Regions from separate parts of the Mus musculus genome. Here region 2 is linked to region 1. A link is a contact called in public Hi-C data. All regions are on one chromosome and are shown on one strand. The core of a region is the stretch at or near the end of the contact, and the rest is flanking DNA. Distances in the headings are between cores, read along the strand shown. Region 1 overlaps Banp (BTG3 associated nuclear protein). Region 2 has its middle 10 kb from the start of Gm39268.

What was found. Hi-C and Micro-C count contacts between places; a contact is called where the count stands out from the background.
Region 2: a Hi-C map of the N1E-115 cell line shows a contact between it and region 1, with 1.9 times the contacts expected there. The contact joins two enhancer-like sites. A contact is called at or near these places in 11 of 484 Hi-C or Micro-C datasets (the HL-1 cell line, the N1E-115 cell line, bone marrow-derived macrophages and 7 more) and 5 of 115 datasets of contacts at active chromatin or transcription factors (embryonic fibroblasts, embryonic stem cells, fibro-adipogenic progenitors and 2 more).

Annotation. Positions count from the first base shown.
Region 1 is chr8:122,019,011-122,022,253 of GRCm38.p6, forward strand. Banp (BTG3 associated nuclear protein) reads left to right here. Exons shown (of 14, transcript NM_016812.4): 12 at 1,509-1,634. Among named protein-coding and RNA genes, the nearest start is that of Mir7237, 43 kb to the left of the region's middle. Within about 2 kb of position 1,546, at least 65 of the 459 cell types and tissues checked have an H3K27ac peak or open chromatin away from gene starts, as enhancers often do. A contact at or near this core is called in the N1E-115 cell line, bone marrow-derived macrophages and muscle stem cells, where this site is marked.
Region 2 is chr8:122,138,154-122,141,396 of GRCm38.p6, forward strand. It overlaps a transcript of Zfp469 not described here. Among named protein-coding and RNA genes, the nearest start is that of Gm39268, 10 kb to the right of the region's middle. Within about 2 kb of position 1,783, at least 59 of the 459 cell types and tissues checked have an H3K27ac peak or open chromatin away from gene starts, as enhancers often do. A contact at or near this core is called in the N1E-115 cell line, bone marrow-derived macrophages and muscle stem cells, where this site is marked.

The DNA of each region.
Region 1 (3,243 bases), core at 296-2,795:
ACCCTCGTCACCCAACCCAAGCTCATCGATGCTGTCCAATAGCTGGGATCTGACTCAGGTTTTTATTATTCACCAATTTAACATTAAGGTCAAACCTCAACCTGTGCGGTTGATTCTCTTGAAGCACTGCTAGATGCCAGAGACTGGAATGTGCTTGATTCAGGCATGCAGCGGACCTTCCTGTGCTCATTGTGATACACCACACATTTAACATTTGTAGTACATACCTGTTGGGTTCCTCTGCAATTGTCAGTCACAGAGCAAGTGGTCCAGTGTTGCTGGAGTCTCTGGAGCCTTGTTTGTGGGCTGTGTGGTTAGATGCCATGTGTCCTCCTCCCTGCCCTGCCTGCCATCTCTGGCTCCCAGCTGTCTTCCTACAGTGTCCTTGTGGCTGTCATAGCTCTCACCTGAGAGTAGCATTACCAGTGACACCTTACTTAGCTTGTCTCATGTAGCTCTGGCTGGCCTCCAACTCACTTAAATAGCCAAGGCTGGCTTTCAACTCTGCTTCTCCCTATCAAATGCTAGGATAATCAGCCATCATGTGTGGCTTAAAGGTGCTTGTTTTGTTAAATGCCTCGGAAACTCCTTCTGGTGCTGGAGGCAGACTCAGGAATGGCCCACACAGCAGAGCAGGTGTTTGTCTTCCCCTGTTGCTGGAGGAGGAATGGTCACTAGTATGACAACTCCTGAGAGTGGACCAGAGGCCCACGGGGCAGGCCCAAGAAGCATGGCTAGAACTGGACACTTTGAGGGACGGCCAGGCCTTCCTGGCAAGTACCCTCCTAGTGAGTATGATGATGGCACCCTGACACGTATCTTGATCTCTTCATCACAGCAGCCAGCCAAGGTGATGGCTCACCAGCTCCTCCCTACAGCTGAACCAGATGTGGTCAGATCCCGTAGCCAGGATCCAGGCCCCACAGCCTCCTCACTGGGAGACAATTTGTAAGCCAGGCCTGGTAGCTTCTAGTCTTTGAAAGCCATGACTTTCTAAGCTTTTTTCCAGCTGGGAATCTTGCTTCCATTCATTGATTGGTTGGTCAAGTTACACCTTTGTCTTAATATTGCAAATTCAGGTTTTCCTACAGTATAACACCTCACGTCTCAGCAGCTTCGCGTTTCATATAGAAAGTGGTTTTCTTGGCAGTGCTGGTAGGACAGCGCTGCTGAGCAGGGAGGGTGTTGTTTGCTACAATCAGCACAGCAGAGTTTTCTGGGAAACTGGTTCTGTGATTGCAAGAGTTTCCTTAAATGCAACTGCAGCTACTTTAAATTCATCATGGAGGAACCTGTAAAAATGTAACATGATTGGGGAACTGGTTATGTCATAACTCCTAACTTGGGGTTTCCAAATGTGGCCTGGCTTCTGAGTTACCAGGAGATAGCAAACCAGGCAGCCACAGTGTATCAGCACCTCTCCTTTTCCTACCTCTTCCCCACAAGGTGGGATCTGTGGCTTGACAAGTCCCTGCAGAGCCTATAGCCCCCATTCTGATCTCTTCCAGTCGTGGGGCCTGTGCCAGAATCCCATTCCTGTCAGCGGTGACTCAGTGGCCCAGGCTAATCCCTCCCAGCTTTGGCCTCTGGGAGGAGACACACTTGATCTGCCTGCTGGAAATGAAATGATCCAGGTTTGTAAGTGTTTCTTGTCGGGAGATGTGGGTGGCCTGACCAGTGTTTTCCAGGGACCTTGAAAGAAGGGTCAGGTCAGAGCTCTGGACAGCAGGCACGTCCTGCTTGCCATAGGTCCTTACAGAGCCTGTGCCACACACTAAGCCCAGGCTTACAGAGGCTGCCACAATGACTGCCACTGTCTATGCTGAATCCCACAGAGGCCTGAGGCTAAGAGCTTGCTTGGGCAGCCAGAGACATCAGAGTGGAGGTGCATGTTAGGGGTTTGGCATTGCTGACAAGGTCACTGTGAACAGGCATGGACTTTACATGCAGATGTGTGCATGTGCACATCTATGACCACATGTGTCTTAAGACATGTGTATAGGCATACGAAACAATTGATGGCATATGAAGACATATGGCTTGATGAATGGCCATTAAGTCAGGCCCATCTGCTGAGCTTGGAGCCTTCGTCCCACGGAGCCTTTCATTCTTGGAGACAGGGCCATTCTGCTATTGCAGCAGTTCTGGTGTTTGTGTCCTTTCCTTCCTTCTGAAGCTGCTGCTTCTGCTGTTCAAGGAACCCCCCCCCCCTCCCACTGCCTGTCCTTGGGTTACCCTGGTGGATGGCCCAGGGTAGGTCAGGGGAGACAGCCAGGTACACGTGGGCCAAAGATCCTCCATAGACACTGTCCTGTCTGTTTGACCTCAGGTTCTTGCAGTGAGACTAGGAAGCTCCGGGGACTCAGATGCTGTGTGGGAAATGTTCATCTGTCTGTAGAGCATGGCTTCGCTAGCCTGCAGGGTTGGCAGAGAAGCATGTGGGACCCAATAAGATCCACAAGAACTGCTGAGTAAAGAGAGCAGGAGGTATTCTGGGTAAATGCAGGGGAAGAGAGAGCCCAAGCTGCCCTGCCTACCCATGAAAGGTCAAGAGTCTGGAAGAGCCAAGGCTCTAACCAAGTCTGCCACCAATGGCCGTCCCCAAACAGGAGCTCTTGCTTGCTCTTTCCTAAATATAAAATTCTAGGTTTTGTTTCACGTTGACCTGCTTGGTCAGATGAAGCAGAGCACCAGGCCTGGAGAAATGTAGTTCTGAGCACAGACGATGACCTTGCCTACAAGTCAGTGTGAAGGAGAAACCCAAGGGCTCTGTCAGTGACTCTTAGAAGACTGGATCATTGTACTCTGTTCAGGCTTTTCCCTCTGCAAGGGGCCTAGCTTAATCTAAAACCAGGAGCCTTTACTGTCAGCCAGCTGTTGGGCAACTCAGCATCTGTTGCCCTGCTCTGCTCTGAAGAGGGAGGGTGTGGCCAGTAGCATTGTGCAGCAGCTGTGCCAGAGTGGGTGTGGAATAGGGAACGCTGAGGTTTTGGGGGCAGAAGTACCAGGCAAGTGTTTATGTGGACTTTTGAGCTTGCCTGGAAACCAGAGCCCAGATGTGTGTTTGCACACCCTCTTTCCTTTTAATTAACCTGAGTTTAAGCACCTAGAGAGGGCCGAGGGCCAGCTCCCCTGTGTTTGCATAGCCCACTGCCTGTCACCATGGCCCATGGAGATTCCTGTCCTCCTATGCCCAGATGTTGACATACAGAAAAGCATCAGTAAGCAGGTTCAGGGAGGTGT
Region 2 (3,243 bases), core at 533-3,032, 120 kb after region 1:
GGGGGAGGCAACCACAGACACAGGCCCTGTTAGCTGTAGCCCAGCCTTGGACCAGGGTCCTTGAGTCTTCCTGGTTTTCCAACAATAAATCCACCCCATCCAACGGATAAGCAGGGTTCGAAGTCCATCCTGTCAAACTCTGGCAGTTTTCTCCTTTGGCCACCTTAGACTATTCCATGGTGACCTCAAAGGCTCTGTCCCAGCTTCATTTCTAACACCAAGTCCACACCCTCAAGGAGACTCCCATGGGAAGAGAGAGGCTGACTAATGGCTACTGTGTCACAGTGACAAGAAAACGTAGCTAAAGGAGTGAGTACTGCTTCCCCTCAAGCTCCATCGCGGCTTCTCTGTGACCCTCACCAGACTGAAGGTCTGTCCTGACCACATGTCCAGGAGCACCCCCCTCAGCATGGGAGACATGGCAGCTCCTTGTCTGTCAGTATTGGATGGGTTAGTGAAATAAAGAGAGAAAGCTGTCTAGTCCTATTTGGGGAATCAGAGGGCAGGCATGCAGAGAAGCTATGGGGGCCAGGGCGGGGATCAAGAAGTGAGAGATGGGCCCCAAATAGACACCCTGTCGGCCTAGCAGCACCTGAAGAAGCTGGCCTTCTCTGCCTTCATGTCTCTGTGTTGGAATAATGTAATCCAGACTTTAAAAGGTACACCTCTGCAGCAGGGAAGAAGGCTCGGCTCTTACGATGCTTGCTGCTCTTGAACCTGGATTTGGTTCCCAGCACCCACATCAGACAGCTCATCACTGCCTGCAATCTCAGACCCAAGGGATCTGGTGCTCTCTTCTTGCTTCCACAGGCACCTGTACTTACACACCACACCACACTACACCACACACACCACACACACATACACATACACCACACACACACGTGTACATACACACCACACACACACACACACACACACACACACCACATATATACTCTGCGCGCATACACACACCCTACACATACACACAAACACACCACACATGCCATACACCATACTCACACACAAACACGATGGGAGTGACAGACATCATACACACGGGCATGAAACACACATATAATCCCCTACACTAAGAGCACACACATTACTGCACATGGGAACAAGCACAGGCACCCCCACATGCACGAACCACACAGCCCCACAAGACTAGCACTCTACACACACATACCCTACTCATACAGCCCCCACACTACACACACACACACACACACACACACACACACACACATACCACACACACACATGCACCACACACATACACCCCTACACACACACACCACACATACACCCCACATACCACACAGCACACACACACCCCACATACCACATACCACACATATATCCCCTCACACCACACACACACCCTACTCATACAGCCCCCACACTACACACACACACTTACATACACCACACACACCACACACATACACCCCTACACACACACCACACACACACACACACACCACACACACACATCATACATACACCCCACACCCCACACACACCACACATATACACCACACACACACACAAGGAAAGGCAGTCAGATGCCTGGCCTTCCCCTCTACCCACTACAAGTCTCTCAATAGAAGCAAGGGGGAATCTGTGCCTTACCCATGGCTCAGGATCTACCAGATCCACCAGTGTCACTGTCCCCAAGGGCAATCTCCCTGCTTCCCAGTGGAATGATTGTCTAAAGAAGCAGCCTTAGAGTCCTGTCCCTGTCCTGCCACAGAACCCAGTGCTCACCCTTCTGTGGCCCCCTGCTGGACAGCAGAGACATGGCCCCGCCTCATGGCCTATGAATCACTCTGTCTGACCTAAGCTGTGAGGGTCAGGCGTGGGGAGGAGAGCCAGTCCAGTCTTGTAAACTGTCCGGGGAGCTATGACACCCTGCAGAGTGCTGGTTCCGGAGGACCTGTGCCATGGTCTGCTGTGATGTGGGCCAGGAGCCAAGGTCAGCTTCTGCCCTGGGCTCTGCCATCTGTGCGGTGCCCTCTGGGCTTCTCTGATTTTGTAACCTGGAACGGTGGGCTAGCCACGCAATCTTAGAGTAGAGCAAAGAGCTGAGTTATCATTGTCCCCTCATGTGATGAGTAGTTTTCATTCTTGACATGGGCCAGAAAGGTGTTGGGACCACTGGACTGCCTGCCATCCTTGGCTTTGCTTTAGACAAATCTCCCATGTCCCCTCATCCTGGCCTGAATGGGGACCTTCCCGTCGTCTCTAGTGGTGACCATGGCTCATGGCTGGCTCTGTCATCTCTCACTTACACGGCAGGCCCCATAGCTGCTACTGAGTCAGGCAGGTCTTACAACCTGTTTGGACGGGGGCCACTGAGGCGTGTCCAGGCCCCATGGGTGCTACAGGAGCCAGAGTCCTCCCTCCTTCATGTCCCTGCACTGTCTGCTCCCATGTCAAGGAGAGTCAAAGGCTATGCCTCACTGGCAGCTGACACAAGCCAGGTGATACTGACTCAGAGCAGGCACTTGTTTCTCCCAATGGCTGCGGTGCCCCTGCCCATCCTGCAGAATGTCACAGCCTGTTTCTCATGACCAGAAATGGCCCACTTGAGGAGCATTAGGACAGACCCAAGTCAGTTCTGTAAATAATTGTGTAATGAGGGAATGAAGGAGAAAAAAGCAGGGGAAATGGGGGGGCACTGCCTTGGGTGGGGAGGAGGCAGGGGAGCACTGCCCTGGGTGGGAGGAGCACTGATCTGAGTGGGAAGGAACACTGATCTGGGTGGGTGGGGAGCACTGCCCTGGGTGGGGAGGAAGCTTTTCTAAGCTGTATGGAAGTCAGTCATTGTGTGCAGGTGATGCATCTGGTGCCCTCTGTGTCCCAGGACCGAGTAGGATATATGGATGAGTGCACAGGGAGTGTACTGACCACAGAGCTCAGGGCATAGCAGGCCGACAGGCATGGTTCAGTGACGGGGCTCCGCAGCCTTAGGAAAAGGAGATGACGCTGTGTTGGATGCAGCTTTAGGGACAGGGAAACCACTGCTGAGGTCTGTGGCACTCTAGGTGGTCCAAGGGTGCTAGAGAAAAAGGTGTCCATGATGTGAAAGTGCCATCTCTGGTGCCTGGCCCTTCCCAGTGTGTGCTAGTGGCCCTCAATATATGCAAACCAGTACTATGAACCATCTAAGTATGAGCGAGACACCCAAGAAGCCTAGAGGTAGGACCTTTCCCAGGACACTCTGTGTCCTGCAGGCCCGCCTACCTGGTTCTCTCT